7 separate regions of the Mus musculus genome follow, and regions 2, 3, 4, 5, 6 and 7 are each linked to region 1. A link is a contact called in public Hi-C and HiChIP or PLAC-seq data. All regions are on one chromosome and are shown on one strand. The core of a region is the stretch at or near the end of the contact, and the rest is flanking DNA. Distances in the headings are between cores, read along the strand shown.

What was found. Hi-C and Micro-C count contacts between places; a contact is called where the count stands out from the background. HiChIP or PLAC-seq counts read pairs in DNA pulled down with a chosen protein or histone mark.
Region 2: a Hi-C map of bone marrow-derived macrophages shows a contact between it and region 1, with 12 read pairs. The contact joins two enhancer-like sites. A contact is called at or near these places in 1 of 15 datasets of contacts at CTCF or cohesin (large pre-B cells), 1 of 484 Hi-C or Micro-C datasets (bone marrow-derived macrophages) and 1 of 115 datasets of contacts at active chromatin or transcription factors (bone marrow-derived macrophages).
Region 3: an H3K4me3 HiChIP or PLAC-seq map of bone marrow-derived macrophages shows a contact between it and region 1, with 11 times the contacts expected there. The contact joins two enhancer-like sites. A contact is called at or near these places in 1 of 484 Hi-C or Micro-C datasets (bone marrow-derived macrophages) and 5 of 115 datasets of contacts at active chromatin or transcription factors (bone marrow-derived macrophages, differentiating embryonic stem cells, embryonic fibroblasts and 2 more).
Region 4: a Hi-C map of bone marrow-derived macrophages shows a contact between it and region 1, with 13 read pairs. The contact joins two enhancer-like sites. A contact is called at or near these places in 6 of 39 promoter capture datasets (the C10 cell line, cranial neural crest, frontonasal cranial neural crest and 3 more), 1 of 484 Hi-C or Micro-C datasets (bone marrow-derived macrophages), 1 of 115 datasets of contacts at active chromatin or transcription factors (bone marrow-derived macrophages) and 1 of 9 other capture datasets (embryonic stem cells).
Region 5: a contact with region 1 is called in a Hi-C map of bone marrow-derived macrophages, with 13 read pairs. The contact joins two enhancer-like sites. A contact is called at or near these places in 9 of 484 Hi-C or Micro-C datasets (ECoMG myeloid progenitors, the G1E-ER4 cell line, bone marrow-derived macrophages and 5 more) and 4 of 115 datasets of contacts at active chromatin or transcription factors (bone marrow-derived dendritic cells, bone marrow-derived macrophages and embryonic fibroblasts).
Region 6: a Hi-C map of bone marrow-derived macrophages shows a contact between it and region 1, with 13 read pairs. The contact joins two enhancer-like sites. A contact is called at or near these places in 5 of 484 Hi-C or Micro-C datasets (bone marrow-derived macrophages, cortical neurons, embryonic fibroblasts and 2 more), 2 of 115 datasets of contacts at active chromatin or transcription factors (embryonic fibroblasts and large pre-B cells) and 1 of 9 other capture datasets (embryonic stem cells).
Region 7: a contact with region 1 is called in an H3K4me3 HiChIP or PLAC-seq map of bone marrow-derived macrophages, with 3 times the contacts expected there. The contact joins two enhancer-like sites. A contact is called at or near these places in 3 of 484 Hi-C or Micro-C datasets (the G1E-ER4 cell line, Th1 cells and bone marrow-derived macrophages) and 2 of 115 datasets of contacts at active chromatin or transcription factors (bone marrow-derived macrophages and embryonic fibroblasts).

Annotation. Positions count from the first base shown.
Region 1 is chr13:109,211,111-109,214,759 of GRCm38.p6, reverse strand. All of the region lies in intron 3 of Pde4d (phosphodiesterase 4D, cAMP specific), which reads right to left. Among named protein-coding and RNA genes, the nearest start is that of Mir582, 110 kb to the left of the region's middle. Within about 2 kb of position 1,794, at least 27 of the 459 cell types and tissues checked have an H3K27ac peak or open chromatin away from gene starts, as enhancers often do. A contact at or near this core is called in bone marrow-derived macrophages, where this site is marked.
Region 2 is chr13:108,266,592-108,270,240 of GRCm38.p6, reverse strand. It overlaps Elovl7 (ELOVL family member 7, elongation of long chain fatty acids (yeast)), which reads right to left. Exons shown (of 8, transcript NM_029001.5): 3 at 2,861-3,051. Among named protein-coding and RNA genes, the nearest start is that of Depdc1b, 48 kb to the left of the region's middle. Within about 2 kb of position 1,795, at least 28 of the 459 cell types and tissues checked have an H3K27ac peak or open chromatin away from gene starts, as enhancers often do. A contact at or near this core is called in bone marrow-derived macrophages, where this site is marked.
Region 3 is chr13:108,287,322-108,290,970 of GRCm38.p6, reverse strand. No RefSeq gene overlaps it. Among named protein-coding and RNA genes, the nearest start is that of Depdc1b, 27 kb to the left of the region's middle. Within about 2 kb of position 1,885, at least 19 of the 459 cell types and tissues checked have an H3K27ac peak or open chromatin away from gene starts, as enhancers often do. A contact at or near this core is called in bone marrow-derived macrophages, where this site is marked.
Region 4 is chr13:108,464,000-108,467,648 of GRCm38.p6, reverse strand. No RefSeq gene overlaps it. Among named protein-coding and RNA genes, the nearest start is that of Gm32450, 29 kb to the right of the region's middle. Within about 2 kb of position 1,673, at least 29 of the 459 cell types and tissues checked have an H3K27ac peak or open chromatin away from gene starts, as enhancers often do. A contact at or near this core is called in bone marrow-derived macrophages, where this site is marked.
Region 5 is chr13:108,483,643-108,487,291 of GRCm38.p6, reverse strand. No RefSeq gene overlaps it. Among named protein-coding and RNA genes, the nearest start is that of Gm27572, 13 kb to the left of the region's middle. Within about 2 kb of position 1,656, at least 9 of the 459 cell types and tissues checked have an H3K27ac peak or open chromatin away from gene starts, as enhancers often do. A contact at or near this core is called in bone marrow-derived macrophages, where this site is marked.
Region 6 is chr13:108,525,388-108,529,036 of GRCm38.p6, reverse strand. No RefSeq gene overlaps it. Among named protein-coding and RNA genes, the nearest start is that of Gm27572, 29 kb to the right of the region's middle. Within about 2 kb of position 1,771, at least 39 of the 459 cell types and tissues checked have an H3K27ac peak or open chromatin away from gene starts, as enhancers often do. A contact at or near this core is called in bone marrow-derived macrophages, where this site is marked.
Region 7 is chr13:108,601,924-108,605,572 of GRCm38.p6, reverse strand. No RefSeq gene overlaps it. Among named protein-coding and RNA genes, the nearest start is that of Pde4d, 50 kb to the left of the region's middle. Within about 2 kb of position 1,817, at least 43 of the 459 cell types and tissues checked have an H3K27ac peak or open chromatin away from gene starts, as enhancers often do. A contact at or near this core is called in bone marrow-derived macrophages, where this site is marked.

The DNA.
Region 1 (3,649 bases), core at 545-3,044:
CTATAAAGTTGGCTGTGGCTGATGATGTCACCCACTGCTGGCAAGGGAAGGGCTTAGAGATAGTTGAATGAGGGAGACACTTGTCAATGTTATTCTTATTTTAGAACTTTCCCACAGAGCACTGGCATTTTCAAAATTAGTGTTGATCCCATCAAGGAACTAGTATATGACATGTATGTTGGAGCTCTTTAGTGTAGTGTTTCTAAGCAATAAATACAAAGTTATCGCTTTTTGTAGTGAAGAACTTAAAAAGCCAATCTAGTAATCGTTGGTTGTTAATTTCCTACTTGCTTGGTAAATGCTGACATGCACAGTGGACAGAGTGTTCACAAGTCTCATGTTTAACCAGTTACCTGTAGCTGTGTGCTATATAGCATTTTCCACTGTTAAGGCAGGGGCAGCTTTTAGCTCTCCCGAAAGGCTGACTCAAAGAACTAAGGAGTACATGTCCCTCAAGCCAGAGCTGTCCCTCATAGACCTCAGATGAGCATGGCACAGTGTTTGCATAGAATCTCTGCAATCTGTCCATATTCTTTCAATCATCTCTATATATCCACGATGCTTAATACAAGTGCTGTGCAAACAGATGGTGTATTGCAGTGGTTCTGAGCCTTCCTAATGCCCCAAACTTTAAATACACTGCCTCTTGTCGTGGTAAACCCTGACCATATTTTTTTTTTCGAGACAGGGTTTCTCTGTGTAGCCCTGTCTGTCCTGGAACTCACTCTGTAGACCAGGCTGGCCTCGAACTCAGAGATCCACCTGCCTCTGCCTCCCAAGTGCTGGAATTAAAGGCATGCACCATCACTGCCCGGCCATAAAATTATTTTGTTGCCACTTGATCACTGTAATTTTGCTAGTGCTATGAATAGTGATGTAAATGTCTTATATAGAGAAATTTTGATATGTGAATGATACGTGAATGCTCTTGAGTTGCAAGCTCCAGGCTGAGAATAGTCCATCTGTGCCCAATTTACCTGTCATTTCCCCCCTGTAGTTTCTACTCATAGGCTTTAAAATTGTCATCAGAGAGACTTCATCAGCAACTGATGGGAGAAGATGCAGAATCCCACAGCCAAACATGAGGTAGTCCTGAGGAGGAGTGGGAGGAAGGATTGGAGGAACCAGAGGGGTCAGGGACACCGCAAGAATATAGCCCTGACCAGGACTCACAGGAATCAGGGAGTCTGCAGAGGTCTGACCTCGGTCAGCTGCATATGTTATAGCTGAGTAGCCTGGTGTTCTTGTGGGATTCCTAACAATGGGAACATGGGCTGTCTCTGACTTTTTTGCCTGCTTGTGGGACCCTCTTCCTACTGGGTTGCATCATCCAACCCTCTCTCTGTGTGTGTGTGTGTGTGTGTGTGTGTGTGTGTGTGTGTGTGTACAGCGGGGCTGGGCTGGGGAATGGGTGTGGAGGATCTGGGAGAGGAGGGAGGTGGAGGGGGTGGGAAGCTGGGGGAGGGGAGAGGGCAAGAACTACAGCTGGGGTGGAATATATGAGAGAATAAAAGAAAAACAACGAAAAAAGTTAGCCAAACCCTATTACAGTGCTTTAGCAATCTTGTAGACTACCACTAGGTGTCGCTCAAGCCTTAGAAACATTAAAGCGACGCTTTTAAATTTATTTTATTATTTATTTTTCTTTTTGGCGTTCAAGGGCTAACATAAAAATGCTTTCAGTGGGTTGGGTGGGTGGGTGGTGGGTAGGTGGGGACGTTACAGCCTTTTCCAGAGTTCCCAATCAGTGACATTCAGTGGCGTGTGCTGCTGCTAGTAGCCATGACATGGGGTGTAGAGCAGAAGTGTTCCCACTCTTTGTTGCTTATTTATCCTTTGGGTGTTACTACTAAACTAACGCAGGTCAAACATTGCCAAACTGTAAAATGACGGTTGGTTTTTATGTTCGAGCACGAAAGTGGCAACTATCTAGCAAATGAAAGCCTGTCGGAGTGCCTCAGCTCTAACTCAGCTCTCAAGAATCGTCACCTGGAGTCAGTGCCCACTGATTGGATTCCATTAGTTTGAATCCTGTTGGTGTCGTCTTCCTTATCGGTCAGCCCCCGTGTCACCACATCAGATCCACAGAGGACTTTCCCCCATTCTCCTGGTTACTCTGCCCTCTAACCTCCCCAACTTAACCTGCATTTTGGTCAAGGTTGATGCATGGTCTTGGTCAGTGAAACGTGGGAACATTTTTGGTGCGTATTGACCTTAAATACCTGAGGCTGTGTTAATGTCTGTGGCAACGGATTCACTTGGTAAGAGGGCCTCTTTCCCCAAACGCATAATTGGGAAAGAAGGTGGCAAGAAAGAGGCAGTGGGGGGTAGTTAGGAGGGATTTGGAGAATGGTAAGCCATGGATAGTGAAGGTCACCGACAGAGCTAAGGGGAACTTGGCCTCAAGGGAAACGGCACTGTTTCCTGTGGCACAAATGTTGCCGCAGAAGTCCAGGCTATCCAAAAAGCAATCGGCTGTCCTGACCTCAGGCACAGTGAGCGTCATCTTCTCTCCCATAGATGATCTGCCTGCCTGAGCCAGCCTCTTCCCTGGCAACAGGGAAGCCATGGGTCCGGATGAGAACTGCGGGAACCTCAGCCCCAGAGGTTTCGGTTTGGATTCTCCCGTGTGGCCCCTTCCTAAGTATCCCCCATCAAGGCGCGGGGCTTTTCTCACGCAGTTCTCATTTGTACAAACAGAAATAACCAAACCTCCCTGCAGTGACTGGGGCGCTGCTCCTGAGCCGTTTGCAAAAGGATTTCTCACGTTTAGATGTCCACTCCCTTAGATCTGGGTGAGTTCCAAGACTTTAGGCTTGGAAAGCAGAATGCTTTCCCCGATCCCTGTGGCCAGGCATAGGGGGATGCTAAATCCTGTTCCAATAGGTGCTCGACTGTCCCTTATGTCACCTGGTCACAGGTTTTTCTGGTTGTACCATTTCTTTTCACGCGTGTGACTTTAGAAAGCATGGTTTTAACAGCCCCAAGGAGTTTCCCTTTGGCTGCCTCTTCTCCCCCACCCCCCATTCCCCATAAGTGATCTCTCATACAGTCTGAGGCACCGGAAGCACCCTCTTATTAGCAGCTGAAGTGGCTCTCCCAGGCAATAGCAGGAGAAATACCAGAGGGCAAGTGCTGAACGTTGCTCACCTTCATGCTGGGTTAAGCTGCAGTTCGTTCACCCTGTGACATGATGTAATATTCCTAAATTCTGATAACAGTGAACTCGTCTATCCTTTCTACGCCTGTAAGGCTTGCTGTTAAGATGGTCTGTGATTTATTACTAAGCACTACCTGTCTGTATTTAAGTGATTCTTCGTGGGTATTTACTTCTGGTCCAGTCACAGTCTGTTTTGATGCTTGCTTACTGGTTTTTTGCTAAATGCACCGCTATGATTTTTGTTCTTGTTTGTTGTTGCTGTTGCTTTTGTTTGTTTGGTTTTTGGTTTGGTTTGGTTTTGCCTCCTTTAGAGCAGCAGAGAGTTTGGGTAAAAGTCACTCAGCAGGCCAGCCTTTTAATGGACCAGTCCTGTTGTATAGTAATGGGAGGAGCATTGCTGATGTTGGTTCTACAGCCCTAAGACACTGCTAAGACACTGACTCTCCCCCCCACCCCCACCCAAAGCATAGAAAACACATGTGTGCATAG
Region 2 (3,649 bases), core at 546-3,045, 940 kb after region 1:
CTGCCAACAGGGTAACCATGGGCACTGGCAAGTACCCAGGAAGGGGCAGTGCTTGGCTCTGATGCCCTCTCCGCCTTTAACATAAAAACAGACCATACACAGGTCTGATACCAGCTGTATTTTGAATTCACAAGACAACTAAGGGAAGACAATGCTTTTGTTACTAACTGAAGTATAATCTGGCAGACTGTCATTCCAACACACCCACCAAGTGACCTTCTACGGGTGTTAAAAATAAAAGCCTATTGTTGGTAAGTCTGAACACTAATTCAAAGACCCTAGTGACATTCTTTTAGTTTGATGGTGGGAAGATCTTTTAAAACAGTAGCTACAAATGAAAGCCAAGTACTTGATTTTAATTGATACACATGATTGGGCTGATCCGGGGTAGGGACAATAACAGTCTCTTCTTTGCCAAGTGTCATTTATTCCTCAGCAACTGGTCAACAGCTGGCTTGGAACATCTCACTCACTATGAGGTTTATGTAACTTTTGGCTTCTGAAGCAAACATTATATTTATAGTTTCATCACTAGTTAGCTAAAGAGATAACTTTCCAATATAAAAATACACAGTTAACAGCTTTATTGAGGCTTTTGTATGTTGATTTTTTTGAGACTTGGTTTTGCTATGTAACCCAGGCTAGCCTCAAACTCAGGACTCTATTGTCTCAGCCTCCTAAGGGATTTGAGAACAGGTCTCCCGGCATCAGAGATCAGCCAAAATGGTATTTTAATATGCATAGAGAAGGAAGAAGTGGGAAAGAACAAGAGGTTGTTTTTAAAATGCACCCCATCCCTGTTCTCAACTCTACTCTGTAATATAACATCACCTCTGGAACACTGGGACTCGGGACAGTATAGGACATGCATTTCCTGCTTTAAGAAACACCTTAAAAATCAAGTCATCAGATCTTTTCAAAGCAACGAAAGGAATTTGACAGAAACAGTGAATTCTGTTTCTCAAAATTCTCAAGTCAGTGAACGATGCCATTTTCTGCTCTGCTCAGACTCAGTTCAACTGATAGAAATGACACTCTAGCCAAGGGGTTCTTAACCTGTGGGTCACAACCCCTTTGGGGGTTGAACGGCCCTTTCGTGGTGGTCAAAGATCAGATATCCTGCATATCGGATATGTTACATTAAGATTCACAGCAGCAGCAAAACTACAGTTAGGAAGTAGCAAGGAAACAATGTTATGGTTGGAGTCACCACTACAGGAAGAACTGTATTAAAGGGTCGCAGCATTAGGAGGGCTGAGAACCATCGCTCTAACAGCAGGAACTATTTACTTAACGTCGATGACTGATTGGCCACCTTACCCTGACACAAAAAAGGCTAAAAGAGAGAAATTGTGTGTGTTGGTCCTGTGTGGGTCTCACCCACTCCATCTTCATTAGGGTCTGACTTGTGCCACGTTGCTAGCAAACTCAATCACAAGAAGACAGATGAATCCTTCACGATGACATGATTCCTTGCTCCTCTATTTGGCCAAACATATATATTTATATATATTACTCTGAAACCCTGACAAAATTTTGCTCCACATCATAAACTGTGCCTGTGTCTATAATGCCCTAGTTATTTAGTCTCCGTTTGAACAGAGTGGACTTAGCATCATCCTAATATAGAGTTTAAGAACATACCAATAATCTATGGAGGTTATGACAGTTATTATCTTTAAGCTCGTAAAGAAAACGTTTGTGGTTCATGTTCAGCAGGCAGTATATCCTGAAACCATAACTCAGGTATTAGTGAAGACAGGAACTCTCTGATTCAGTTTAAAAAAAAAAAAAAAAACCCTCTTCTATGTTGTAATTCACAAAGCAGGAACCAAAACTAACTGGTTACTACTGGATTCTTTTCAAGCCTGAGAAATATAATTTGGGGTCATCACAAACAATGACAACTGTCAGAGACAGAATTGAGAAAACTAGAATACAACAGGATCCAGGGAAAACTGGCTCCATCCTGTCATTACAGCATAAGAGAACTGAGGCCTAGGATATAGAGTTACAGGTAAGATGAAGGAGCCTAGGTTCCTGCTTCGAAGCATGTCTTCACCTCTCTCACATGCATATCCTCTCTCTCTGCAAACGCGCGAGGAACCTGTCCATGGTCTAGAAAGGACAAAGAGCAGTTATCTGTGGGTTAGCGCTAGAAACAAAGAAGTGACCAGCAGCAGAGGGAAGCTAGAGTTATGCAATCTGTAGCAGGAAGGAGGTGGGTGTCACAGAGGCCAGCAAGGCCACCAGGACTCCTCACAAACCCCCAGTATGAGCAAGCACAACAAAGAACCCTAGAGACTCAGGTATGTGAGGCAGCGGAGACATGTGATGAGCAGAGGGGCAGAAAGTCAATGGACAATATCTGCTGCGTTCTGGAAGGTTCCTGTTTATCTTATAACAAGGGTCAGGGCTTTACCACTTATGACTTGGAATAAGTTGTGCCCTTTTTGGCCTCAAAGCCTGTAAAAACTAAACAGCCAAGTGAGCTCCCAGCCCTGGAGCTGCGTGCATTCCAGGATCAGGTCTCTGCTTACCAGCTGTCACTCTGTGTTCATTAATTCTTTTCTCTGTGTGTGAGTTGCCTCAAAACCAGCGTTTCTCATGTGCAAATCTCTGAACTAAATGTTGTTTTCTTTTCCCTCACTCTCCATGATGGAAACTGTCCAGAGGGCCTCAGGTTTATTTCATCTAGACATAACAATTTTGGTGTTTTTGTTGTAGTAAACACCTGCTTAGTTTCTTAATTCCTCGATTCTCAGGACAGGGGTACTCGACGGTCATAACAAGAACATACAAACATATAACAGAAGACTAAGGCAAACTTTTCCCATTTAGGAATACTGAAGACACTTGCCTCATAACACATATACACAGAAAACAGTACTATGAAAAAATTGTACGTTATCATCGCTTTCTTGAGTTCAAAGGGCTTCCGGTTCTCCATGAGCTTTGGTCCCAGAGACGTAACAAAATAGACATAGAGGCCCAGGATGATGGTTTGTGGCAGAGGCGAGGACATGAGGAGATAGTCTTCAACTCTCGGATCTAAGAGAAAGATAACAGGTAAGTACACAACCACTTAGCCCAGGAAGCAACCTTTATTTATCTCGGTGCTGACAGCACACCATTGCAAAAATCACCAGCATCTTTAAGAGGGGTGACAGGAGAAACCCCTAAGAGCAGTGAGGCTCCCCTGAGCTAAAAACAATGGGGCAGTCGTCCCCTTTATGTCTCAAAGGGTAAGAGGTATTAGTCAGCAGAACTGGAAGGGGAGCCTCTGGAGAAGCCACTCAGGAGGAGTTGTGTCACAGACTGAAGACTGCACCCTCCCTGTTAAGCCCAATGTGGTACTGCACACAAAGATCCCAGCACTTGGGAAATGGGGATGGGTGAACCAGAAATTCAAGTCAACTACAGCCGAGCATCAGCCAGTCTCAAAAACAATAAAAGGAAACAAATAAAACCCATGTGTTGAAATTCTAGCACCCAATGTGATGGATGCAAGAGCTTTGAAATCCTAGCACCCAATGTGATGGATGCAAGAGTGTCTTAGTCAGGGTTTCTATTCCTGCACAAACATCATGACCAAGATGCAAGTTGGGGAGGAAAGGGTTTATTCGGCTTACACTTCCATGCTGCTGTT
Region 3 (3,649 bases), core at 636-3,135, 920 kb after region 1:
AGGCAGAAAGAGTGTGAGAGCCAGAGGGCATGGAGGACACCAAGAAAACAAGGCCTTCTAAATCAACTTGAGCAAAGCTCCTATGAACTCAGAGAGACTGAGGCAGCATGGTCAGCGTCCACGGAGCGGGGGGTGGGGTGTGGTGGGCGGGGCAGGGCAGGGCAGGGCAGGGCGGGGCGGGGCGGGGATCTGCACTGAGTGCTTCTGTATGGCTTCCAGTTTAATGTTTTTATGGGATTGCCCAGTGTATGAACAAGCAGGTCTCTGATTCTCGTTCCTGCTCTTGGGCTCTTTTCCTTCTGTTGGTTTGTCTTATCCAACTTGGATGTGATGGGTTTTGTATTATCTCATTATGTTTTATTTTGTTAAATTAAAAAAAAAATGACTGAATGGGTGCAAACCTAGCCACTTGAGGGTAAGGGTTAACAATCAAACTGACATTTATGTGGGTTGAGAAAGGGGAAGTCAGTTTTCTACAATGGAGTGACACTGGTTATATCAACCACTCCGGGGCAGATCTCATGTTCAGAAAAAGCAGACCAACAAATAATGGAACCTAAGGTTTTCAATATATGCTTTTATTTGGTTATAATTTGATGAGATTTTTTTTTCAGAGCGGGGAAGTGATGTTGTATTTTGTTTTCTAGGTGTTGGGCGTTTTGTTGTATTGATTTTGTGGATTATTTTTTAAGAAAGAATTTAAAGTTGGGTAGGTAGGGAAGAAGAGAGGATCCGGATGAACTTGGTGTGAGTAAATATAGTCAAAATTTATTTAGATTTAAAATTGTTCTAAGCCAGGCGTGGTGGCGCATGCCTTTAATCCCAGCACTCTGGAGGCAGAGGCAGGTGGATTTCTGAGTTCGAGGCCAGCCTGGTCTACTAAGTGAGTTCCAGGACAGCCAGGGCTATACAGAGAAACCCTGTCTCAAAAAAATAAAAAATAAAAAAATTAAAATAAAATAAAATTATTCTAAATGATACAAAAACTTTAAAAAGAAATATGTAAGCAAGTAAATAAAACACATAGATTTGCAAAAACACAGGAAATATTATTTCAAGTATAAAATGAGGCTATATCTCCGTGTATATTTTATAATAATGTGTCATAACAAAAATATAAAATAGGTGTTTCTTCAAAAAAAGGAAAGAAAAGGATGTAGTTTGTTTCTAATGAGAATATGCCATACATATGTCATAGTTGACGCTGGTAACATCACATTAGGTGATGTTAAGTGGTGGCCAATCGTTTGTGAGCCTCTCTCAACACTGTGGGCAAGTATGCTATTTTAGATTCATGATTACAAGTCCTGTCACTCTCAGTGACAAATGAAAGGGACAAAATGAAAGTAAAAGCAGCCACTGTTAATCATTATTCTACGTTTTTAGGTTTTCTCTATTTTCAATCAAAAGTTTCCCATTTTCTTTTCTAATGTTTATAGAAAATTTATATATATGTGTGTGTGTGTGTGTGTGTGTGTGTGTGTGTGTGTGTGTGTGTATCAGATTTCCTGGGCAGTGCTCCAGAAAGCTGTGTGCTACACACATCGTATTGACACAACAGTCCAGTCCCCTAAGTCCTCTCCTCGATTATAAATCAGAGTTAGATGTGAGAAAAAAAAATCATGGTGGAGGTTTGTTCGGGTAGCAGTCAATAATGAAACACATTCAGATTCCTGCCCTGAAATATGAAATATCCAGCATGGATGAGCAAAGAGAAAATTAGCCTCTGGGTGTCCAAATCAGGTTTGGCCAACACGTTAATTTGCTACAATTATGTAACTCAGTGGCTTCTCAATGGACCAGGTTGCATCATTTGCCTGTACAGACAGACCTTATGTGTTACCTCTCTTACTAACAGAATCGAATCTCATTAGAGGTGATGGCACACCCACCCAGAACAATTCATTAGAGGTGATGGCACACCCAGCCAGAACAATTCATTAGAGGTGATGGCACACCCAGCCAGAACAATTCATTAGAGGTGATGGCACACCCACCCAGAACAATTCATTAGAGGTGATGGCATACCCACCCAGAACAATTACATTTCCCCTGTTCCCCGATAACTAAGGAAGGCCAGTCGTGAGGGGCTCCTGACTACTGAGATGCAATGGAAGCTGCTGTGGTGGACTCTTGAAAAAGTTTGTTGGCAGAGAACAGACTCACAGTCTGTCTTGTGTGTCTTGTATGACCCCAGGATTGATACAGATAAGGAAACTCTCTCTCTCTCTCTCTCTCTCTCTCTCTCTCTCTCTCTCTCTCTCTCTCTCTCTCTCATTAGATATTCTCTTTATTTACATTTCAAATGTTATTCACTTTCCTAGTTTCCCTTCAGAAAATCCCCTATCCCCTCCCCCCTCCCCCTGCTCCCCAACCCACCCACTCCCATTCCCAGTCCTAACATTATTGATGTTCCACCTATGGGGCTTCAGTGTCCTTCAGCTCCTTAGGTACTTTCTCTGGCTCCTTCACTGGAGACCTTGTGCTCTGTCCAATGAATGATTGTGAGCATCCACTTCTGTATTTGTCAGGCACTGGCAGAGCCCCTCAGGAGACAGCTTTATCAGGGTCCTTTCAGCTAGCTCTTGTTGGCATCTGCCATAGTGTCTGGGTTTGGTGGTTGTTTATGGGATGGATCCCCAAGTGGGGCAGTCTCTGGATGGTAGTTCCTTCAGTCTCTGATCTGAACTGTGTCTCTGTAACCACTCTCACTCTCTCTCTCTTTCTGTGCCCGTCCTCTTCTGAGTGCTTGCCTACATAGTGCCATGCTGTAGAACAGTATATGATAACCACTTGCTGTTATACGGGGCTGCTTCCTGAAAGAAGGAAGTAGCTAAACAGCAGCAGGGAGGGAGCCCCAGGATCCCTCTGAAGGGTCATTTCTCAGATCAGATTCCTTCTCTCTTTCTCCCTTCCTCTCCCTCCCCTTTCCTCTCTTTTGACACAATGTTGCTATGCGGTCTTGGAACTTGTGATACTTTTGCATCAGCCCCACCCCCACCCCCAATATGCACCACCAAGCCCAACTCAACACTACTGTTGTAGCAAAATGTCAGCTTAGGGAAAGGTCTCATATTTTTGCAACAAACTTTTAACTTGGCAACATGTAGCCTGCCTTGGTTTTATTTACTATTTATGTAGGCCTTCTAAAAACCTTTTGAGATCAGGGTCTACATAAGAGCAGTTTAAAGTTTGTCAGAGACTTGGGATATGGATCTGTTGACAGAATGTTGGCCTAACGTGCAGCCATAAAATAGGTGCAGTGGTGCCTGTTTGTAATCTCAGGGCTCAGGAGATGGAGGCAGGAGGATCAAGTGTCATCCTTGGTTGCATAGTGATTTCAAGGACAGCCTGGGCTATATGAAACCCTGTGACATATCATATACACATACATATACATGCATACATACATATACACACATATATATTGTTTTAATATAAAAATGTTTGAAAAGAAATGTGTAAGCAAACGTAATGTGCATATATAACATATATGAATCATATGTGTATATAGAGATATACATTATATATGTACTATAAATTATATATAGATATAGATGCATGATATATGTATATATGAGAGAGGAGAGAAAGAGAGAGAAAAGAGAGAGAGGGACAGACAGACAGACAGACACTGGTGTCAATGGTG
Region 4 (3,649 bases), core at 424-2,923, 750 kb after region 1:
TGTTTCCTAAACAATTTGAAGCATTTTAAATAAAAGGATAGGACTTCCAGCCCATGATGATACCCATGTGCTGGCCACAACCATATTAGAGCTCCCATCCAAATGTATTAACTATGGAAGAACCTGGTCCCTTCTGCTCTGAGTCATGTCTAAAAGCTGACAGAAAACTCATTTCTCAGATCCTTTGTAGCTACAGGGAGCCCAGAGAACTTCATAAAAAGAAACATTTCAAGAACAAAATGTTCCAAAAGTTAACATACAGTGTACACTGTCTCTCCTGACATGGCCATTTGGGTAAAAAGCTCTTGAGAATGAAAGAGTTAAAAGTTTTGCAGTTTAAGAACAACCAGTTGACCTTTAAATGTGCTGGTTTGAGGCCAATCATCTTTCAACGAGCATGATATCTGGCACAAGGCAAACTAAAACACACCAATTATTTTCATGGTGTACATGACTGAGCTCACAGTGTCCCATTTAGAAAAAGAATAATGTTCATTTTCCAAAAGTCAAACTTAGTGGCTGAGCACCACTGTTGGAAAGATTTTCCTTTGCTAGCCACCTCCAAAAGTGCTGTTGCACAGGACTTGCCCTGAAAAAGCATGAACCCTTGAGGCAGGTTAGCGTTCTGCTTTTCTTTAAATTCTACATATAAAATAGTATCCCCAAGATATTTACATTTCAGTATTATATTTACATTTCAGTCTATTTGAAATAAAAAAAAATAACTGGGAAATAATTACTAACTTGAGTTATGAATTTTGCAACCAAACACTCAGCAGGAAATAAAAAGTCAAAGTTAAGTGTTGTAGTGCATCCTGTGGTCTCAGTAATCTACGGGCAGAGGCGGGAGGATTGGTCAATTCAAGATCACCCTGGCATATAGGGTAGGACCTTGTCTCAAAAACAGAAAACATTCCAGAATCTGTAAAAGGGTAGAATGTTGGCCCCTACAGAGAGGAAATTCTTTACAATCCAGAGATTCAAAGCCAATCACTGAAAGAGAGCATCTACTCCCTAAAATAAGTCTTTGCTGTTAAAGGGTAATACCCATGAGTCTTCTAAGGGGTAAAACTCCCTCGTGTTTTTTAAAATAATATTCAGCTTACAAATATTCCACCACCTTCCTTAAACAAATAAATAGTAAGATATGATAAACATTGCATAGCTATTTGGTCTGGGTGCAGAGATGCACACCCTAAATGGATGCTGGACCATGATGTCTTTTTGCCTCTGATGACCGCAAATACATGTCCTTTCTTTCCTCTTCAGTTTTTAATCCTCAACCTCCGAGTCCTCATTGGTGCCTCAAGCACTCTATTTCCATCAGTGCTTGCTCCTACGTTAGCCAGTTACACGGAATCCTAACCTCCACATCTAGACCACAGTCTAGTCCGAATCTAAGTTCCTTTGTTGAATCCTCTTCTTTAGAGCTACAGCCTTTGGAAATGCCAACTCTCAAAATCCTCTTTATGATGCACACTCTAGAGGAAGAGGCTTCTGCCAGGTGTGTGTGCCTGTGTTTGCCAAACCCTCCTTTTCCTAATATTTAATTCCCTATTCATCTACTCTTCTTTTGTAAGTCCTGAAAGAGAAAGGTCAGGATCTAACAGCAATGCAACTGACTAGCAGCCTGTGGGATGTGACCTCAAGCCAACCACCAGCTCACCACCCACCCACTGCTTCTGCTTTGGGGCTGTGGAGGGAGTGGCTTGATTCAGGAAGAAGATCTACTGCTAGGTTGGGGACTGCTCACAGATGGTAGGAAAGCACATGCTATCCTCCAGTCCAGACACAGAAGGAACTTGGTTGTAGGTCTGGTCCTGAGGTCTGCTCTAGAATCAGAGAGTTCTCTTCAGAGTCCAGTCAGATCAGATCACTTCATAAACTTTTGTCAGACACGGCAGCAGCCGAGATTTCTAGATACTCCCTCCTTGGATTTCTAATAATCAGAGTTCCACCACTGACTTCTTCTATGTAGCCACTAAATCTGATCCCCTTTTCCTGACTAAAGACTCGTATTGACACCAACTCATAACTGGCTCCCCACCTTCATTTGCTTTACCAAGACTAGGGTAACATAAAATGCATCTTGTCCTCCAGCAAAACATGTGTGCCATCCAAAAACAGCATGAAACATGGCTGAGCCCACACATAACATTTTAGTTTGTCTCCATAATTGCAATTAATGGTTCCCTCAAGACGCATCAGATGCAAGTCTATGACCAAAAAGAGGTAGGGTGGTGCTTCTACAATTTGATTTATCCATCTGCGTACAAAATTCAATAGCAGGGGAATCTGCCCACACTTCCCAACCCAACCCCTATTTCCTTGCTTCCTGACAGCATCTTACCAGAAAATCTGTGTCATATGAAAAGAAGAAAGCACAAGATGTCTGAAGATGGCACATTAGAGTCTCATCCTCACAGATGTTATTACCTGAGTGAGCCAGGCTAAGTCACTAAACGTCACTAAAGCATCAGTGTCACTTGCTATACAGGGGAAATTAGAACATCCACCTTTCAATGAGGGAAAGAAATGAAATCAAGAACCTGGAGATATTGTAAATGATAGAAAAGAGGAAAAGAAGGAATAGGTTAGAGAATAAACACTAGAAGATGCCCCCCATTACCCCATGTCCAAGGGAGCAAGCACCTCCTGAGATCTCAAAATCTGATCAATATCTTAACCTGAGGAGTAGATTTTGAAAATCAGGCTCATAGAATAGGACTTACAGGATAAAAGTGAAAGTTCCCCTCATTTCACTCCTAGTATTAAACAAACAAACAAACAAACTGAAGAGTAAACTCTCTAGAGCAGATCCCCCTAAACCACGAACTCGCTTTTTCCCCCCCATGGCAAATCAACTCCACTAGAATTTTCAGCTTTGTGTGTTCCGCTGAATCCCATTTGAATGGGAAGTGACAACTCAGAGCCCCGGAACAGAAAGCAGGAAATCAACTGAACTGATTCTCTACCTTCCAAAATGCAAATTATCACCACGCCGTGTCATGGATGAGAAATACAGTAAGGCAGAAACGTAAACCTCCCCTTAAATCGTGCACAGAAAAGAAAACTACTGAAAGGGTACCTTCTGCCATAAGACTGACAGATAGCAAAGCCAAGCCCAGTGTGGGTCCCCTCAAAACCAGACAGCCACTGTACCTAATGAAATGGCCCACTCTAGTGAGCAGATGCTCTTCTCTAGGGAAAGTGGTAGTGCCACCAAAGATACTTTTCTTGAACAGAGTAAAGACAAGGCCCCTTTCCAACCTCCTGTTGTTTCTGCACAGCGCTTGGTTTGACTCCCGTGGGAACGCTGGGTTCTGCCCAGTATGTGCTGCCAGTTGCATACCTCCATAGACCATCACTTCCACCTGGTTTACATCAGCCACACATTCAGCCCATCTTCTAACCTGGTTTGCAAACCCAGCCTCCCTGAGCTGGATTCTCCACTACCCTGCTCTCCATCCCTGCTCTTTCCCAAGGTTGCCAGGTGAAACTTTCTAGCAGTGTAAGTCTCTCCATTGTTGCCCTCTTGCCATGCTTCTTCACACCTACTGATCATCAACAGGTTGCTCAGCAAGTGGTTCTCATCCTGTATTCCTAGGAGTGATGTGTTAGTGTATAAGCCTGAGGCCAGATGGGTGGG
Region 5 (3,649 bases), core at 407-2,906, 730 kb after region 1:
TTAATTTCACAACTCCTTCCTCTTTTTATCTGAACCTTAAACACAGGAAGCAGAGCACAGCTCACTTCTGGGCTCAGCTGATCCCTGTGTAGAGCTCTATTGACTTTCACTGACATGTTAGGAGATCTTGGAAAATACCAAGGGAAAAGCCTTTTTGAATGTTACCCTGTCATGGAGGTTAGCTCCTGGCTCCCTGATAACCTGACTCCGGTACCTTCTTCCTTGGTAAGAAACAGATATTGTGTGCTGTTGCCTCTCTATGAAAACAGGATGGTGCTTCCCAAAAGAGAAAATTGTTTTTCCAAACCTTGGTGCTTATTTTAGGGACATTCTGTGGATTCCCAGCTATCCTCACACAGGAAGTTTTATGCGTCTGAATCCAGGGTAAGCCTTTCAAATAAGTTTTTAACAATCCTGTTGGTCATTATAGACTAAAAAAAATAAACAGCCAAGAGCTAGATGTAGAGGAGAGGTTACACTGCTAGTCAGTAGCATAGATGGTGAATGAACCTTCAGCAGATGTCTGCTGGCCTGTAGAAGCTTTCTCTGGTCTTCTCTGAAGTTTTTATAACAACACCCATATTTTGAGGACTGTTACATGAAGGCTGAGTTATATGCAATTGGTTTTTTATTTCTTAAAACTTTAGTAAGTTTGTTTCATTACTCCTTTCCTCTAAAAACAGTGAAACAGAAATGCACGCCTGATCCTAAGCATGGCAGAGACTTTCATTTGGGTATATTTAAATTTTGCTTACAATACAGCTTATATAATATACATTAGGGGAAATCTCTCATTTCACAGATTAATTAAAATCTATCTCAGTGTTAAGCATTTATTGTAAGAAACTCAATGAATACACACTACCTATTTCACATCCATCAATATCAACATACACCTGCAGAAAGCTTTGAGGTTTTCAAAATGTTCTCATGTGTGATTTTTTTTAATTACTTTCAAAGTTTTATAGAGCAGTTACTGAAGTAGCCTGAGCCACAGCTTTCACAGCTATAGAACATGGGTGACAATACTATTCCAGTCATGCAGAACGGACGAAAAACTTATGATAATAAATGCCACAGGATCAGCAAGTAGCTGCCATGGGTCAGGTAGCGATGGAAATGATCACCATTCTAAGACATGATAGATGTAATTGTCCCTTCCTATAGCTGCGGTTACTGAGGGTGGAAGAGATTAAATGATTTTCCCAGTCACTGAGGCCACTATTCCTGCCTTCGCTGGAATTGTGTCTCCACTCTCACATGGGAAGAGTTCCCTGCAATACTTGGAAATGTGCAGTGGAAAAAGCATGGTTATCGCAGATCAAGGGTTAATTCCTGGATCTTGGGGGAGGAAAAGCTGATCATGCTTTCGGCAGCAAGAGACTGCCAGATTAAAACTCTGCTTCTACAACATTGTTTTCAACAGGAACATTATTTAATTAGGAAGAATCTCTCTTCTCTCTTGGGGACAGCCAAAGCCTTCTGAGGACTTCATGAGGATTTACCTCACACTCTATCACTCAGACCTTTGGTAGCCTGCTTTCAAAGTTTTACTTATACTGGTGTGTCTTAGTAGGTGGCGCATCTACCCTTCAACTTGAGGTAAGTACCATCTCTAAACAAAACAAATGCTGAAGAGCAGTTCAACCCTCTGAGATAAAGGAGACCCATTTCCCCGGGGTGTCAGGCAGGAAATAGACAATGTTAAAAGGTCACTGTAAATGATGTCTATATTTAAATATCTTTGGTGGGTTTTTTTTCTTTAAAATAAGCTAAGATTCTGGGGCAAGGGCAATTTGCCATCCTAACTGACAGCTTCATTGAGTGACCACGATCACTGACCTGCCAGCAAGGCAGCACCAATCGCATTAAAGACTCCTCCACAGATGCCTCGTGAAAGCTACACAGCAGCCATAGCTGCTCGCTACTGAAGTACAACTCTGCTTCCTAAAGTGCACACTGTTCAAATAACAATGTTCTCAACCAGATTGTCCTGGATTTGACACCTTTACAAGTCTCAGTGAAACCTAGATGATCTTGCAACTGGAGCACTTCCCCCTTGTGGTCTAGCAAAAGACATCTATGAGTCATGCAAAGAGAATGACCCATGACTGGTATATAAGCACAGTCCTTCATGCGAATGGAGGTCTTCTACGAGTGATGTAAACACCCATTTTCTAGCTATAAACACAGGTTCACCGTGAGCATCTTGGGAGACATTCTGTGGTAAACACCATCCTCCCCTTGAAACTATAACCCGGGCGCTAATAGAAGGACTCCTCTCAGATCATCTCTATAGCCTCATTTGGTTCTCAGCAGCAGCAGAGTTAGATGTAACATGAAGGAGGATGCAACCTTAGCCATGGAGAAGGCAGAGATGGTGATAGGAATGATGTAGTGGCAACTACAGCAGCAACAGGTATGAAGGCAAGGGTAACAGAGAGGCAGAAACAACAGTTGGTAGCAGAGGAAGCAACCTCAAAAACAATCGCAGTCACCATAAGGATGGTGGTGGTGACGACAGGGGCAGCAGCGAATGGAGGCAACTGAAGAGTTTCAGAGAATGCCCAGGCTGAAATAACGAAAGAAAGAAAGAAAGAAAGAAAGAAAGAAAGAAAGAAAGAAAGAAAGAAAGAAGGAAGGAAGGAAGGAAGGAAGGAAGGAAGGAAGGAAGGAAGGAAGGAAGGAAGGAAGGAAGAAAGAAAGAAAGAAAGAAAGAAAGAAAGAAAGAAAGAAAGAAAGAAAGAAAGAAGGAAAGAAGGAAAGAAAGAAAGAAAAAGAAAACAGGAGATACTGTAGGCTGAGAAGCTGTAGTAAGATCTGCTGTCAGTGTCTGGGAAACCCAGCTTCCTAGACCTCCTTCAGAGCTACAGTGTTTCTTGCAATAGAGCTAAGAATTAAGCACCCCAGAGGCCTACACCAGAGCAGTAATACCAGAGAAGCAGCCTTCCTCTACTCATAACTCCCACTTGGAGCAAACAGAGGATCTGCAGTTGATTGGTAACACAACCAGATGTTAGAGGAGGTCACAGTTCAACTGCCATTTCGTACCAGCAGCCCATTACCCCAAAGCAGTGATGTAAACACTTTAAGACTTTTGATGGCCTATGACATGGGATGAGCAGAAGAACATTTCCTGTGCATCTTTCCAGTTCTACAGAAAATAAAAATTCTGTAACATTCAACATTCCCTTTAGAACTTTTTAAATAGTCATACATATATATAGTGAGTTTTTACCAAATCTGCCCATTTATAATTCCTCTCCTAGCTTCCCTTCTCTTTCCCCCTCTTACCTTATGTGTTCTTTATATATAGTCATTGAATGATGCCTATATGAACATGATTATGGACCATCTAGGCATGGGCAGCCTATCAGGGTGTGCTCCCTGAAGACAATTGTCTCTCTAATCAGCCATCATGTACCAATAGTTCTTTAAATAAGGGCGGGACTCTAGCCTCTTAGCCATCTATGCTGGGATTTAGGTTGGCTGGATCTTGTATCAATCTTACGCATGAAGTGCCAAGTACTATGAGTTCATGTGTTCAACTAGAACTTGCTTGTAAGTTACCAGATGCACTGATAATCATTTTAGACCTAAAACCTCAGGTTAGGGCCTTCGATAAGTACAATGTAATGTCAGTCTCCAC
Region 6 (3,649 bases), core at 522-3,021, 690 kb after region 1:
TTCGACATACTAGAGCATGTGTATCAAGAATCCCTACTGGCTGGTCATGCAAGGACTTGACTAGAGTCTTAGAACTTCCTTTACTTTTCTTTCTATCTCTCCTCTTTCACTCATTCATCTTTCTCCTCCTCTCTTTTCTTCCCCCTTGTCTTCTTTGTCCTATTTCTCTCTCTCTCTCTCTCTCTCTCTCTCTCTCTCTCTCTCTCTCTCTGTGTGTGTGTGTGTGTGTGTGTGTGTGTGTGTGTGTGTGTGTGTACCAGGGATCAACCCCAGGGCTTTGCACATGCTAGGTGTGAATTGAATTCAATCATTGAGTTTTATCTCCAGCCCCTAACATGTTAGGAAAAAAAAATAATCTAAGCTATTAAAATATTTAAATTTATGTAAACCACTTCCATGTGCCCTTAGGTCTCCCTACTCACATAGCTACTTTCCCTGAGTGCCTGGTCCCTCAACCTCCACTGTGCATGGGGGCTCAGGTTCCTCTTCAGCCTCTTCCTGACACTGACAGAGACTGAAGCTCAAAGGGGAACAAGTCATGTGCTTGGGGATCCCTTGCCTTAGAGTGGCTCCAAGGTTGGTAGTGAAGTCATCCCTCTCCAACTAGAATTTAGGATGCAAGTCAGAGGTTTGAGAGTTGCACATCCGGACAGAAGAGAAGCTAAGCCTTAACCAAGACCTGAACACACACAAAACATAATTAAGAAGGAAAGTAAGTCACTTGGAAGTCCCCAAATATGGCCTCTCCCATGAGATTCTAGGTCATTGCCTCTTAAAGCATCCTTCTGTGAAAAAACAAAAAACCCATCCCACCCCCCACCCCCCACCCTCAGAGAAGGAGATCTGTTTCTCTCATCTCTTTAACAAGTTTGCCCACGTGCAGGAACTACTTCAGGTCCTGAAGATACATTGCTCTGGAAAACAGATTAAGACCTTATTTCCAGAAGAGTCATCATCAGACCAACACATCCCTCTTGCAAGCTTGCCATGTCTGAGAACCCAGAGGAGACTTGTTTAGAACAAGGTCTTCTTCTCTGTGAGTCACTTGCCTAATGATTGATAATGGTGATGATGGTGATGATGACACTTTTATTATTATTATTATTATTTTATTTTTATTTTATTTCACCTTGCATCCTGATCACTGTCCCCCCTCCTGGTCCTCTCCTTCCCACATACTCCTTCCCCTTCTCCTCTGAGTGAATGGAGCCCCCCACCCCCGATATCCCCCTATCTTGGCACATCAAGTCTCTGCAGGGCTAGATGCATCTTCTCCTTCTGAGGCCAGACTCTTTAATGACAAAATGCTAAGGTTTTACCCACTCACATCTCACAGAGTTATATTGAGACTCAGTAAGACATCATCTAATGTGGAGCCTACGATTCAATAAATAACTGATAAAGTCTATTCTAATGGTCCTCACATGGTATAAAACCACCTGAGTCATTGCTCTCCCTAGAAAGTGAGCCTTATCAACAGTCCCAGTAGCAGCTCCACTCCAGATAGCCAATGTGTCTAATTTTTACTACCTTTACTGTAGACTTAATACTTCATACTTACTAAAAATAAAAACTGTAACCACAAGATTTACATGTGAGTTTCCTAATGAGCCGCAAATTCCTAAGTAGCCGTTAAAATGTAGACAGACATCCATTCATGTGACACACTACCTAAAATTAACTCAGATGTCACCGGATGTATGCTGGGTCTGCTGTGGGAAACACTCTCCATATGCTCAGCTTTGCAGAGCTGATCATGCTCTCTAAATTTAGATTATTTAAATGAAACACATCTTAAAGGATCTGCCCTCCTCTCACGCTGACTCCACTCCAACTCGCCCAAGGGCCCCTCAGCATCTTTCTCCAACTCAACTATCACAGGATTCAAAGCTTGACTCCCTACAGTAGCCTATTCACACGGCAGCCAGACATCAGATCATATCTAAAAGGACCTACAGATTGCCACTGAACTCAGAGTCTAAGCGCAAAGATGTTACTGTTCAAAAAGGCGCTGCATGAGCTAGACCCTGGTTGTCTGCTCGCCACGTTTCTTACCTTTCTTCCCATTGCAAGTCCCAGCAGCCTTTGCACCTGCTAATTCCTCTGCTGAAAACACTTTGTCCAGCTCCTCACCGCTTGCTCCTCACTTCAGAAGCCTTCCCTGAGTACCCGTTCTCCATTCAACTCCACTACTAGTCCATCTATACACGGCTTCATTTTCTCCACCCCAGGTACTGCTGCCAGACATTAATTTACATATTCAAGCATTTGTTTAACATCAGTTAGGCCGAGCAAATTGTAGGCTTCTAAGAGACCTACACTTTGTCTATTTTTACACAACTGTATTATTCATGATTGAAATGGTATGAAAGCCACTCAACAGGCTCGCATTCCAGGGTGTTAGCAACCGAGAAAAGGCAGACAATGAGAATTCTTTGCAACATGCTCATTTGAGGTTTCTCTAGGACACATACAGTGGGCAGTAATAAATGCAAACATGGGATTTGGGATAGAAGAACGTGAAACAATTATACGTGAAAACAAGAGTCAAACCACGGATTTCCTCCCCAAAGGCTGCTCAAATATAGGCCCCTAAATGCTGGAACTGCTTAGCATAGACTAGAGCTCAGGATCACGTACAGCCAGAATGGAAAAGAAAAAAATGTTAGAATTAGAGAATCCATATCATTTAGTGGGCCCACCATTAAACCAAGATTTTTATTTCATGGCAGACTAAGCCCTCAACAAGCATCGATAACAGGCAGTGTGAAGTAACTAGGAGGAGAGGGTTTTCACTCTTTTGTTTCGTTTGTGTTTTACCAAGTCTTTAGACATACCATAGAACAAGACAACTGGAAAAACAGAAGCTTTGTGAGTGTCAGGGAGCTGGGCGTGAGAGAGAGACAGACGCTTTAAGCCTGTTTTCCTTCTGTGTGCTGTCTGCTATGTTACCCTCTTCCTTAACTTGGTAGCTGCTGCTTTCCTGGGAAGCACCTGAGAGGTATGCAAGATAAAGGAAAGAAGAAGTTGAAGTGGCTTTTGGTACACTGGATGTGTGTGTTCATGGCTTTCAAATCCCATCTGCCTTGTGTATGTGCTGCAACTCACAGCCTTGTGCTCCTTTCCTAAGACTCTGTGATCTGCCTTCCCTTGGCCTGTGGGGTGCTAGCAAATGTGATACCAAAAATTGTGTGTGTGTGTGTGTGTGTGTGTGTGTGTGTGTGTGTGTGTGTGTGTGTTGCCACCTAGCCTCTTTATGTAATTGGTCCTGCTTGCTCACAGACCCTGAACACCATTTTTGAGAGTATGCCTAGACTAGTCTGCTGGAGAGACATCAGAAGTACATGGAGTGCTGGATTCCCCAAACAAGGCATGCTCAGACGGTCAGTTAACAACCACAGCTTGATTTACACAAGTAGAACACCAAACAATCCTGGTTGACATTTTAAGATCTAGACTTGGGAACCTTGTTGTACAGACATAGGTAAAGAACAGGGCTTAGTCCCCCAAATAACCAAGAGATTAAAAAGCAGAGGTCAGGGTCTCTCTAAATTCAAATTTATGACCATATTTTGAAGCATTTTCTCTAAATTAAAATGGTAATTTATTTATGCAAAGAGGAGCAAATGTTCCCAGGAAGGTTTTTCCA
Region 7 (3,649 bases), core at 568-3,067, 610 kb after region 1:
AAATCTATCCCAATGAATTTTTATTAGAGTTGTTTATAGGGGATAGGGGAGAAGTTGTTCAGGTTGAAGAAAATAAAGAGTTACCATTACTGTTTGCACCCAGTTTGAAAGGGTGCAAACAGTAATGGTATTTATGGGCAAGTTTGCAAGTGCTAGATCAATTTCACCTTTATTAAGGATTTGCTCATGGCTGCTCTGATAGCTTCTTCTAGCCACTGACCACTCAACACATTGGCTAAATCAAGCCGGGGAAGGTCAGAGTCAGAGTGATCATTTTGACAGTGACTGTCACACTTTTTAGAACCTTCTAGTACTTGGACAAAGCAGAAGCCTTCTATCCTGGTAAATGGGTGCCTCTTTCTAGACAGATGAATGCTGATATTCTGGGCACAGCCAGCATGGTTAGTACTTAGACATCAAAAGCAGAAGGGGCTAAGTTCAGAAAACTAATTATTGTCCAGTTCTCAAGTAGTGTTATTCCAGAGTTAACCATGGAGGGGAGAGAGAAATTATACCTTGAAAGCCCCTTAGTTCACACTACCTATGCCACTGTGTAAGATTCTCTCTACCCTCACCACATTCAAGTGCTTTATTGGGCTTGAAAATGGCCCCAAGGGTCTCAATCGCTTTCCCAGAAGCACCTTCTTTTCTCTGTGCTGGGGATTAGAATAAGAACTACCATCTACTGAACATTTACCAGGCAATTTGCATGAATTCCCTACACCAGCCCTCTGCATTAAGAACCATCATTGGCTCTTTAAACTCTCACTTTTCTTACTCTCATCTCTAGCCCTCCTTCTCTCTCTTTCCCCTCCCCCCTCTCTCCATGTGGCCATGGCCAGCCTCTCTCCCTCTTCCTACCTTCTCTCCTTCCCCCTGCCTTTCTAAAATAAAGTCTAAAACCATAAAAATTAAAAATTAAAAAAACAAACAAACAAACAAACAAAAAACCCCAACAACAAAAAAGAATTATCATTGACCTTTTTCAAGTGAGGATAAGAAACAATGGAAAATGTTGCCTCTAGCCATTGATTGGAGTTAATTTAAGGTTTATGCCTAGTTCTGTCTGGCTCCCACAACAGGGAACCACCAGCCCCCTTTGAGTAATCCTCAACACATTGTTTACAAGCATTCCACTCCACTTCCTCTTGATAATCACCCTTGAACTCTGTTACAGTGCCATAGATCCTCATGCTGAAGTTTTTAGTGCCTGGAAATTCCAAGATCTGATTATTAATACAAATGAGGGGAGAAACTGCTAAGTTTATACCAGTTTTAAGCCTCATTTAAATTATTTTCCATATCTTTTCTGCTGCCTTTTAGAGCTATGCTCTTGGAAGGCAAGTTCTACACATTTCCAGATTACTAGTGTTATGATCAGCTAGGTCAAGAGGTGGTCCTGGGAGTGAAGGGGTCAGCATAGCATTTATCTCCAGGTATTGATTACAGAAACTTCAAGAACATAATGTTAACAATTTTAATGTTATATTTTCTTCTCCTTCCTGAAAACAAACCAACAAACAATAAGCCATTTTAAAGAAAACAAGATGCCAGCAAGTATGAAAATGGAAGGCTTGAAAGAATGCCTTTAGATGAAATTGCTTGGCTATGTACAGCTTAAATTATGGGGTCAGCTTCTGAATCCTTTCTTGTACTTGGTGAATTGCCCACCATACAAAGCTCAAATTGGACACAAAACAACTTCCTTTAAAGCTGTTTGAATAGCCAGACCTTCATTTCTCCCACTTCTACTAGTCATGGCACAGATCACAACTTGGTCATGGACAGATCACCACCCTTATGATTCACATCATGAGTCAATGACTCAGGGAGCAGGGACTTTCATTCTGATGACTGTGGTTGCAGCAGCCAGGTACCAGGTCTGTGTGCCAGGCAGCAATGTCTGCAGCTAACAGCAGCTGTGGCCACGCAAGCCTCATATCTGGTACACAGCATGACTTTGACAATAGCTCACCAGGATGGCTCTCTGATGTGACTACATGTGGCTCTGGCATCTCTTTGTTCCCACTCTCATCCCCTGTGATCCCAGTAGATGGCTGGAATCTCTTAACAAATTCCTTTTCTGTTTAGCCAGCCAAAGGCAGTTTCAAGTGTCTGCCTAATGACCATATGATGTAAATTAAATCATTTGTATTAAATAAGAGCCATGGTGAGGGCATCATGTCATCTCATAATGACCATTAAGTCCACAACAGCATCTACATCTTACCCAACTGTACATCTGGAAAATCTCAAGGATGGTCAGAGTCTCAACATCTTTTCATGACTGAATCCTGCAACGGTCACTACCCAGAGTCTCACTCCATACAGAAGAATGTGGATGGGAAAAAACCGCAGTGGATGAGACCATCGGCTCCAAATTTTTTATATTCATTTTCTGCTGTATAGGAGTGGAACTTCTTATCAAACTCTAAGCACATTTATCAACAAAAATTTATTCTGCTAACATTCCACTATAAAACACATTATCTCATGGACTAAGAACAAAACCTATGTGGTATTAGTGGACAGAAAGTGGAGGGGGGTTTAAATGTATAAATTTCTTTACTTTATTGTGTATCAAAGAAACATCCAAGGAGGACCACTTGGGATATAGTCCTCTTCGTTAATTTAGAAAAAAGACAGTTTTTGTAAGCACTGGCACTCTGTGAAGCTGCTATTACATACATGGGCCTTTATTAGACAAAGCAAAGCTTTAAGCAGAGAAAAGGTAAATAGACAACACCTGCAATAAGTAGCAGGGTGCCTAGAAAAGAGAGCATATGAGAGCCACAACCTTTGAAGAGTAGTTCCTGGAAAGGACTGTACATGGAGAGAGTTTCCTGCTCTAATGAGCAGTATGTGCTTCGGTAGGTTAATTTAATACTAGGCTTTAAATTAGATATGACGTAAGTTCTTGAAAATATGGCATTTTCATAATAAAAATGCCAAGGAATGGGAGATAGTGATAAAAAGCCATATTTCAAGAATTTCTTTCTTAAGGTGACTCAATGGGTAAAACTTCAAAGAAGAACCAGCCCAGCTAGGAAAAGACAGAGTCCTAGAAAGAATTCATCCTCCCACTTTATCCTAAGACAGAAGAGGGAGTCTACATCATCCTCTCAGCAAGATCACTTCAGAGAAAGCCTCTGCACCTGATAATGACATACAGTTGGTGGTGATCACACAACATTGATCCTTGCTGATGTCGATCCATAGCTCCCTCACAGTGTCCCACTCCAGGCCCCGCCTCAGGAATCTATAAGACCATGTGATTAAATGTGAGGCTTAACTCTTTCCTCATCTGAATTGGCACTGTTCAAAAAACTCCCCGTTTTCCCAGCCACCTTCTCCTGAACACAGAAACTGTTCCCAAAACTTGTTTTTTAGCATCCACTTCGACCTCCAGTTATACCTGGCATAGCAAAGTGGGGCATTCTGTGCTCATCTTTGAGACACATGAATAAGAAACCCAGAGAGCTTCCAGCCTCTTTCTTAACCTTTAAGAACACTGCAAAAATAGGTCACAATAAAACCTCAATATCTGTTCTCATAAGCTGGAAAGAAAATAAAAAAAAATCTAACTCCCAATCTGTGATATAGAAGAGAAAAATATCAAAAAACAACAACAACTTAAAAAAAAAAACCA